Linked DNA regions of Mus musculus: region 1 is linked to region 2. The links are chromatin contacts, called in public promoter capture Hi-C maps. All regions are on one chromosome and are shown on one strand. Each heading gives the region's core, a stretch centred on a gene start, on an enhancer-like site or on the middle of the called end of the contact. The rest is flanking DNA. Distances are from core to core; before and after follow the strand shown. Region 1 overlaps 1810046K07Rik (RIKEN cDNA 1810046K07 gene). Region 2 has its middle 2.7 kb from the start of Gm25558.

Region 1 (4,965 bases), core at 827-3,326, 420 kb after region 2:
AAGGCTGAGAAGGGGCGAGGAAGCTCCCCGCGCAGGGAATCTTACGAACTGAGCCCGGAGGAGGAGAAGCTTGGCTTTCCAGCAACGAGCTGAAGGCAACCCGCTCCTTAGCAGCAGGCACTTCCTTTTGTGGCTTCCATACAAATGTACTGTGTGCCCATTGTGCTCTAGGACTGTGGTAATTCCAGAAACACAAAGAAGACATGAGTTTTGTAGTCAGTCAGCATATAGATCCACAGGGACAATAGCTGTACAAATGTGGGTGTAATTAGAGCAGAATTTAGAATAAGAGTTGAGGCCAATGGAACCAGAGCTTCTTGTAGCTACTTCTGGTTAGGCATTATGAATGTATCATTCACTTTTAGTGACAACTTTTATAGGTGTGTTTGTGTTCTCTTCACACTGTGTGCTAAGTGTGCTCACCAAATGCTTACCATTAATCTTTCAGATGATGTTATAATGTGTCCTCTGGTCTATAGATCGACACAGCCTGGGTTCTCATCTAGATCTGTTTCATCACAACTTGGTGTAGATAGAGAAGTGAGGACACAGAGGAGAGTTGGGGTGACTGACTGTCTTGTGAGAATGGGACTTGGTATACCATCATATAGACGGTACCCGAATCTAGTCTGAAAAGATGACAGGAAATCATCAAGCAGGTTGGAGGAGGATGTGCCACTGAAGAGAAAACCAAGGCTGGGGATGTTTGCAACAGTGTGTCTGAGAGGTGGGAAGGCAAACAGGAAGTGCAAAGACAGGGAATGACAACGAGGGAGGAGCTTGAGGAAGACACAGGAGCTCAGTTATAAAGGGATTGGGCTGTGCTAAGGGCTTGGACTTTGTCCACCAATGGGCATTGAGTCTTTAGAGTCTCTGTGGTGTAGCCACGATGAAAGTGCTATTCTAGAACACGGTCTCTGATGGTGAAGCCATGGGTCTGGAGTTGTTGGCAGAGCTAGTGGCAGCTGCTGGAAGTCCAGTGGAGACCTGATGATAAGGGTCTGTCTGGCAGAGTGTCAGGAGGCTGGCAGGTGATACCTCTGTCTGCGTCTGTTTGTCATCCTTCTAGTAGCTGTATGAGGATAGCTGATTCATGCCTCTAGGTGCCGAGAGCTGTTCTGGCCACATGTCCTGGCCACTGTACAGTTCCCAGGGCCTTTTCTCTTTTGCTCACCATTGACTACTTTCACACTGACACTGGTGTATGGAGAGACTACCACATCTCCCCATCCCACACTACAAAATCGAAAGACCCGTACATTCTTCCATGATCTAATTTAATGGTGCACTGTGCAGGGCTGATCCTATGGTCAGTAATTATGTTTCATTGAGGAATGAATGGTGAAACATCCTTATGAGCACTTACTTTATATTTACGAAACCTCACTCTGTGTGGGGAGTCTTCACACTTGGTAACCTAGGCAACCGTAGGGACTACATCATTGAATATGTAGAAGGAATGATTGATTAAAGCTTTCAAAAGCACAGAGGAGGAGTGAAGAGCAAAAGCCATGTTCAAATTCTGAGGGAAAGGAACTTATTATGGAAACACAGATTTACTTTGTAATCACCTGTGTAACTATATGTGGTACAATTTGAAGTCAGTTAAACTGTTGTATCAACTTAGGTTCTATCCAATGGTTGCAACAAACATCTGTAAGAATGTATGTGAAACTGAACTTAGCGGTACAGTGTGGGGAGACTTCCACAGATATCTACTGTATAGTCTTTATACTTCCTACTGTGTATTCTCTTTGGCAGTTACACAATGGGTTGCCTTTGTAATTAAGGCAACTAATTAATATTAAATCAACATTACTATTAATATTAAAATGGATGTCATCTTTATACCTTTATGGTTAATTTCTCATTTGATAAAAAATATGATTCCAAATGTCTTCAATTTCTGAGCCATGAGCTATTTTATGTCCCTTGGAAAGCTCACACGATGACAGAATTCCAATTTTTTGACAGTTTCTTAAAAATTTTATTTTAACAGCTCTGCTGCTTGGCACAAAATTATGTCCAGGCTGTGTCTGTGAGAAAGTGATTGCTGTTGCCTAAGTTACGAAATGAAACATATTTTTATGCTCCTGGCTCTTGGTGTGCCTTTGAAATGCTGCTTGTATTTATGCAGCTAGGTTAGAGCAAGGGGAGCCACTGGGAAGCCTTTTGGCCAGCGAAGAGATTGCAGAACTGCAGCCCCACCAGATGGACCAGCCAGGGTTGTTTTGCTGTAAAACCTGATTATTTTTGCAAGCTGCATGAAAGAATTCTCCACCAGGAAGGATTTTAAATTTCATGACATTTAAAAAGAAAATTCCACAGAACCAATAGAACAGCTGAGAAAATAAGTTCCCTATGAAAGGCTTGCTCTTATTATTATTTAAAAATTTTCTGCAATTGTGCAGGAGCAGGTGGCTGGGTGGGGACCACGGAAAACTCAGGAAGTGTGGTTCAGTTCTCCAAACAGGGCAGGACAGTGGGCTAATTAAAGTCAGACAATAGGCGGTCTGGAAAGCCTTAGAAAATAAAGCGTCCATTCAAATGAAGAGCAACCATAGAATGTGTGTCCCTAAATTCAAACAACGGCATTTTGCGTTTATGAGGCATCCAGTGCTACGAAAATGTTGTTTTATGTTTTTGGGAGGTGGGCAGGCTGGAGAGATGGCTCAGCAGTTAAGAGCACTGACTGCTCTTCCAGAGATACTGAGTTCAATTCCCAGCAACCACATGGTGGCTCACAACCATCTGTCATGGGGTCCAGTGTATTCTTCTGGCATGTGTCTGAAGACAGCTACAGTGTATTCATATAAATAAAAATAAATAAATCTTTAAAAAAGGAAATATTTATTATTATTGCTGTTATTATTATTATTTCTGGGCTCATGAAGGAACTTCCTTAGCGAGGCTGAGGAGCAACCTTCCAACCACCATGCCTTGAGAACAAGGAAAAGGTCTGGGGAAGATATTCTTCGATTAGATGTGAATTCCCTCTATTAAGAACTTGAAAACTAATGGGAAATAAGAAATGGATTGTTTTCTGTGGGAAATTTAGAAAAAAATAGTAAGGTAAAATGAAGTAAATGTATTAAAAATTCAAGCTTTCTCAGTGGCTTTAATAACCAAACAACCATGAGGTGTTTCTCAAAATATAAGAAAAAAATCACAGGGGAAAAATAAAAATATAAGAAAACATAAAACTCCCAAACGGTAGCAAACTATTAAATACACATTAGCATGTGGTGACAGTTCATTGTGCCTTAGGCAAACAAGATAATCTTACTGAAGCCAAAACTATTATAGGATTGGTTCCAACTATGAGAGTCGCAGAGGCGAACAATAAGTTTAATGGTTAATTTTAGGAAATCCATGCCACTCATGAGTATGTCAAAGCATGTCACTGACTTTTTTTTTTTTTTTTTTTTTTTTTTACACTCATGCCTTCAGAGCTTGAGTCACTTTGTCTGAAACTTTACAACCCCTGATTTCAAATGGCATTTTTTTCCTGTTTTTTTTTTTTTTTTTTGAGACAGGGTTTCTCTGTATAGCCCTAGCTCTCCTGGAACTCACTTTGTAGACCAGGCTGGCCTTGAACTCAGAAATCCGCCTGCCTCTGCCTCCCAAGTGCTAGGATTAAAGGCATGCGCCACCACTGCCTGGCTCTCAAATGGCATTTTTACATTGCTATATTCTTAGATCTTAGATCATAGCTGTGAATTTATGTGATCAACTTCACACTTCTAAAACGTGGATAAGCAGCTTCTGAAAATCGCTTTGCATGGCTTCCTCCAGCCACCACTGCTAGTCAGTATAATTACTAAAGTGTGACCAGAGTTAGACTGCAAAGCTTAGAAGCTGTGTGTGTGTGTGTGTGTGTGTGTGTGTGTGTGTGTGTGTGTGTAATTTTGATTAAAATTAGAGTTCCATATTAGAAAAGGATTCCATTTGTCTTTTGCTATTGGCTCTCAGGGAATAAGAGCATTGGTGGTCTTCATCCTCCAATCTCTTCCCATATTTCCATGAGAAAGTACAGTGTAAGGATGCTGCCTTCCTCCCTCTCTAGTTCTATATTTGCTAACACTGCCTTTCAGGCATGGCCAATAGTGGCTGTCACACTCTTCGGGATCCAATGTGATCACACACACAAGGTCTACATAAGACCCACACAGATCTCCCAACATCCTAGACTGTGGAGGAAGGAGCTTACAGGGGTCCCATCTCTTCTTTGAGGACACCTTAGTGAATCTATACAATTAGTAGTTGGTAGGTGAGAAGACGAGATATTTTCTTTGTAGTCTAACCATTGAAAAGGTGCCCAAGTGCCTACGGGCCACCCCTCGCCTATATGCCTGTAGGAAACACTAATGGGACTCATTGAGTCATTCAAAAAGGAAAAGACATGAAAGAAGAAGGAAGACTAATTGGGAAGAGGAGGGAAATAAATGGGAGGGAAAGGGAGACAAGAGAAGAAAATAGGGTGGATATGATCAAAATATATACATGTTTAAAAATGTCACAATGAAACTTATGTTCAATTAATTTATATATGTTAATCAAACATCAAAATACAAGGAATGCTCTTTCATGTGTGCAACCCTGGGAGTAAGATCACATCAAGGGCTGGGTCTCGAGGGAAAGCATGTTCAGTAATCAGAGCTGATCCTGGGAATGCAGTTCATGTTTCTTTGTCTGCTTGAAAAAGTAGGAGTCAGCCACATCAACCCCTCCATTCAGAGTGGTAGCCGCAAGAAGCTGAAGGGGGTAAGCATGCAGAAGAGAACATTAGAGAGAGAAGTGGCTAGTGTGAGCCCTAGGGATTCTGAAGAGAAGGGACGCTTGTGGAGTTTTAAGAGCATGGAAGGGAAGCTTCTTCAGTGTCCATGTGTGACGTGAGTGGATTCTGGACCAGGCGGTCTCATACACTGGGTGGGTTTGGGGAGAGACCCGTGAGGTCTGGTGGTC
Region 2 (5,227 bases), core at 1,039-3,538:
GACAGCATGACAGGTCTCGTCTAAGCATCCAGAATGCTTGCATAACACCCAGGAAGAGCAGGGTTTCTTCCTGACACCACTGAGCTGTCCAGAGTTGTATTAACCTCCGTGTCCCTTGTGTCCATCACAGGAGTCCTTTGGGCCATCACACTGGGGATGGTAGGTCAGGGCCTCTGCTCACATCCCTGCATGCTAGTTTTCCTTTCTCTGGAATGTCAGCTGCAGAGAAAGTGTCCCACCCCACCCCCCGGCCTCCATGTTCTTTGGGAACAGATGAAGTGGTTGCTAGCCTTTTGGCTCACTGCTCTCCTCCCTGTTCTACCCATTTCCCTGCTTGTCTTTTCTCTTTCCTCACACATCTTCAGTCCTCGGTATCTAGAATAGCCTTTACTGCTCCTCATCCGCCTCCACAGGCCTGCCATTTCCAGGAAATTACGTCAGGTTCAGTTGACATGGAAATCTTTTGAGGGGGATAAAGTACTCAACTGGGAAGAAAAGCCAAGCCATTTCTTTCTTGGGAGTGGTTGTCCTTAACTGCGGTGATCAGGTCTGAAAGGAGCTAGGTTCTGTGTTGGCTCAGGGTTCTACAGGCTACCCATGGCCAAGATGTGGGGGAACCCCCAGTTAGATCTCGGGATGACTGGAGCAAAAAGGCACTGGTGATGGCTGGCTTTCTCTGCACAGCTGCCCAGGACCTGTGCTGCTGGCCCATCAGAGTTGCTAGGGCAGCTGAGGGCATCCCAGTTGGGAAGCACAGGTGGCTTGGGAGGGATGTGCCCTGGTCAGGGACGGTCACATTGCTGTCTATATCTCTAGTGGTGGCACAAAGGCTGAGGAAGCTAGATTTTCCTGTGAAGGACAGTGAAGAGCCCAGCATCCCTGGGGTTGACAAGAATCTCTTCCTGAGACCCCGAGGGCCTGGAGAGGACACTGGGAAGGTAAGTGCCCTTGGAACTTGGGGCCAGAGCCCTGTCCTTTCTGGGGCTGAGGGTAGCCAGCAGAGCTTGCTGCTGCTATAGGGAGTCACAGCAAAGTGGGCAGAGAAGTAGTTCCCACCACACTTGCCCAGGCGAGATACCTGGCTCTAGAGAAGTGTATTGTAAAGTCTTGCTCTGTTCTCCCTTTGTAGAGAGTGGTGGTCTTTTCCAGATCTGTGACTTGAGGTCTTTTAAATCTTCCACAGTCTGAGATGAGACCCATGTAACACAAGGGTAGACTGGAAGAGCTGGTCAACTTTCTTCCCGGGCTGGTTCTGTTTAGGGAGTTGTCTCCCTTCAGGACGAAGAGTCCATGCCTGATGGTTTCCATGCCCAGTTTGCTTCCTACAACCACATGGAGAAGGGATGCAGAATCCTAGTTCAGCAGTCACCGGGGCCAGTGAGAGAAGGGCGGTTATGATTTAAATTAAATAGGAATGGAGAGCCTGGACTGCCTAGGGCTGACGTCAGGGTAGATACAGTAACTGCAAGAGGCTGGTGCTCTCATAGCCACTCCAGCAGATTTTATGCTTAAACCACTGACAGACAAAAGGGGCTGTCTTTAAATTACCGGGCTCTTCACTTGATGTCAATGGAGGCCACGCAATGTCTCCTGTTCTGAACACTTTTCTTTCTGTGGCCAAGCCCACTCTTGTTCCCTGCCTGAGTTGCCAGCTGCCTCAGTTCAGGCAGTCCCAGGGGTGCTGTGTGGTGGGAGGAAGTGTTGCTTCCAAAGTCTCAGCAGCCTAGGCCTGGCAGACACCGAGATGCCAGCCCTTCATGTTCCTTCGACTGCTTTGTACAATTTCACTGAAAGAGACGTGGCCGGAGCTGTAAGAGCTGGGATTCTTCGGGGCCTGAGCCACACCTTTCTTAAATGATAATGGAGTTGTTCTGTTTTTCAACATTCTTAGGGCCATTTAGCTTAGCCCTGACCACTTCAGTGGTCATCTGTCCCCTGCCACAGCTGACTAGGTCAGCTCTGAAGAACTCTGTCCAGCTGAGGACAGCATTAGTGGTCATTTCTTGAGCTTGCTTTACTGCCATACCTCGTCAAGCATTTACCCACACACCTTTGCAGTACATGTTTACCTTGGACACATTTCAGGTGGTTGGGTACCCTTCCCCAGAAGCCAGCTGTGCTATTTCTCTGAGGCTGCAGTTCATTTGATCCACAAAACCCCCTTCTCTGTGAGTCAGGGTGCCTGCCTTGCTTTTGTTTCACAAATGCTCTGGGGTTGAAATGGAAAGGACTTTTGCTGTTGCTGGGCAGTGTTTCATGTCAGGGGCCTATAGCCAAGTGAGTGAGCCAGGAAGTCATCCAGTTGCAAACCAGAAGTTGTTCTTAACCCTTTTCTGTGGTGTGTGGCCAGCTCACTGATTTGCCCTCATACGGAGAACTTTGGGAACCTATTTCTTGACTGGTCTCAAAGCCCTAAGGGAATCATTTGACGTCTTAAGGCTGTGCTTGCTGCTTCGTCCAAGAAGGCAGCCCAGGCTTCCTCCTGGTGAAAGGTGGGTGTTGTTGCTTCAGTGCCATGGAGAGAGAGGCTCTTGAAGTCTGCATGGTCTTTGTGCTTGATGAATCATGTTCTCAAATGCAAGACCTGCTAGGGAACAGCCTGGACCACGGGCACGGGTCACACTGCTACCTCTAGGGTGGCACAGCCACGCTCTCCAGGGTAGAGGTTGCCCTCTGACCACAGCTGCTGGCAAGGCTGTCAGGCAAGAGTTAACAGTGGATTTGTTTATTGAATCATGAAGTAGCTGTCATGTGATTTTAATCAAAACACGATTTCCCTGACAACAGTGACGTCAGTCTTGTTGTTGCAGGAAGGAGCAGCTGTGAGGGACATTCAGTCTCCCTGAGCCCAGGTTTGGAGACTCAAACCAAGCGCAACATCCATAAATCCTGGGTGCAGACGCTGGCTTGACAATCCACACTCTTCTTCCTCTTCTATCTCCCTGGACAGTCTGTCCTGGACAGACACAGTCCCTGCATGGAGTCTCAGCTAAGAGCTCCCTGCCCCTGGCTCCCCCACCCTCGCTTCTACAGATGCTTTTTATTGCTCTTTTCCCTTTCTGCCACTTAATTTCTGGGCCCCTAAGGTCTCTGGTCTGTGTCTTCTGGCATTTGTCTCCTCTGGGATCTAAGCCAGCACTTGCTGGTGACCTGAGATGTTCTGGTAGGCAGTTGGTTTATTCCTCAGACTAAGAGGTACCAGGGCTGCCAGAAGATGTGAAGGGCAACTCTGAGGAGCCTAGCTCTGGGTGCTTGAAGGGTAGGGCTTTAAGAGCCTAACTGCCTGGCCAGAGGATGTCTTGAACCCTAAAAGACTAGAATCCAGGAGTCCCCAGTCCAGTCAGAGGACTGCTGCACATGATGTGTGATCGTCTCCAGAGCACTCCAGCTAAGGGAGTTGTGTCCCACAGGCTACTGAGAGGTCAGAAGCAGGGACAGAAGTAAAGGGATCACAGCCCAGCTAGAGCAGGTCCCTCCCTAGGCTCTGGTCTCCTGTGGTTCCCTGAGGACTGAGACCTGTCTGTGCAGAAAGACTCCCCCAGGCCCTCTACACCCATGAGTTTAATTACTTCAAAGATGGGGAGGAAAAAGCTGCCTAGATAGGCCTTGTTACTGTGACAAAAAAATCTGACCAAAGCCACCTGGCTCACAGCTTGAGGGGACAGTCCATGGTGGATAGTCACACTGTGTCTGGTCAGATCAGATGAATGCTGATCGTCTACTTGGCTTTCTTTTCTCATTTTCTTTATCTAAGACACCTACCTATGGTGTGGCCACCCACCTTCAGGATGCTTCCTCCATACTTAAACACTTCTGGAAACTTCCTCACAGACAGATGCAGAGTATTTCCCCCATGATTCCAAATCCAGTCAAGGAGACAGTGAAGATGAACCCTCAGATTCTTAGGGCTGGACTTAAGTTGTGGCACTCATGACCAGTGTTACCCAGAACTCACTGCCAAAAATTCAGAGATCTCAGGACTGAGTTACCAGTGAGGGTAATCACCTTTCAGTTAGTGAGAAGAGACTTCACAGGCACCTGCATAGCCATTTCCTAGCCTAGTGTCAGACAGAGTAGTGGCAAGTGGTCAAGGGGAGTTGGTCCAATCATAATGTTTCCATGTTAAAGGGAGGTGCTGAGTCAGGCTGCTCCCATCACGGGTGGGGACAGTGAGCCCTTAGAGTGACCTGCATAGGTTAGTGGCAGGTCTAGGGACTAAGGATTGAGTTCAGATTTGTTGCTGCCTCCTGTGCTATCTGACAGGACGGAGTGGTACTACTCACCTGTAGTGCCTGTCTAGCTACCCACTGGTTTGGACTGGGGAGCCAGCCTCTCTCTTCATTTCCTGGTACCCTTCTGACTGCCTGCCTGCCCTTTGGCCTTCACTTTGATGAGTAAACTTCTGGGTTTCTGTGGTGACTTGTAGTTCCAGTGGGTCTCAGGTGAGGCACAGGCAATGAGCTGGGTCCCTTGCATGGTGTGCTTTGCCATCCTCATAGCTCAGCTGAACCCATCCCATCAGCTTGGTGGGGTGTCTTGGGGGTCAGAATTCTCAGGCCCTCTCTTGGGCAGCCAAGGCTTTGTTATTCCATCTTTGAGGAATAAGGAGGAGGAAGACGGAGTAAGAGGCTTTCAAAACTTATCTGTGGAGGGAGTGACTCAGCTCCAGAGGTTCAACACTCAGCTGCCTCATTTTCTCTGGGCTTTGAATCTTCTGACCTTTCTGCCCAGCCAGCTTTGGGGGTTTGGCTCCAGGGTAGTCTGCGCCTCTGCAGTCAGTCGTTACTCACCCACTTAAGTGTTTGCTTGTTTTACCCCCTCACTGCCAGTTCAGATCAGTCTAGCAGTACTTGGGAAATCCCATCAGAAGCACATACAAAGGGAGGGAGCAGGGCTCCCTGGCTCTGTAACCATAGATACAGAGGAATTCAGCCAACAGACTCCTTAGGACAGGGCAAGCTCCCCACTCTGCCTGGCTGACCTCAGGCTCAGGGATCTGTGGTCACGTCTCTGTGCCTGGATTGTGGATAGGTGTGTCACTGATGACAGCTCCACGTTTGATGTGAAGTTCTATCCACTCTGCTACATTCAAGACCCATATTTATTTCCTCTTTCTGGATTCTGCCCAAAAATAATCTATGTATCAAATTCATTGCTCGAGAGCTGTTTAGCCTTTGAAATTCTTGGCTGGAGCCAAAGTGGAAGAGCAGAGCCATGCTTTACTGAG

What was found. Promoter capture Hi-C pulls out the DNA fragments that hold promoters and counts their contacts.
Region 1: a contact with region 2 is called in a promoter capture Hi-C map of hippocampal neurons, with 1.8 times the contacts expected there. The contact joins two enhancer-like sites. A contact is called at or near these places in 1 of 39 promoter capture datasets (hippocampal neurons) and 1 of 484 Hi-C or Micro-C datasets (spermatogonial stem cells).

What each region holds. Positions count from the first base shown.
Region 1 is chr9:51,303,220-51,308,184 of GRCm38.p6, forward strand. All of the region lies in intron 2 of 1810046K07Rik (RIKEN cDNA 1810046K07 gene), which reads right to left. Among named protein-coding and RNA genes, the nearest start is that of Gm39338, 7.3 kb to the right of the region's middle. Within about 2 kb of position 2,077, at least 19 of the 459 cell types and tissues checked have an H3K27ac peak or open chromatin away from gene starts, as enhancers often do. A contact at or near this core is called in hippocampal neurons, where this site is marked.
Region 2 is chr9:50,882,658-50,887,884 of GRCm38.p6, forward strand. It overlaps a transcript of Ppp2r1b not described here. Among named protein-coding and RNA genes, the nearest start is that of Gm25558, 2.7 kb to the right of the region's middle. Within about 2 kb of position 2,289, at least 49 of the 459 cell types and tissues checked have an H3K27ac peak or open chromatin away from gene starts, as enhancers often do. A contact at or near this core is called in hippocampal neurons, where this site is marked.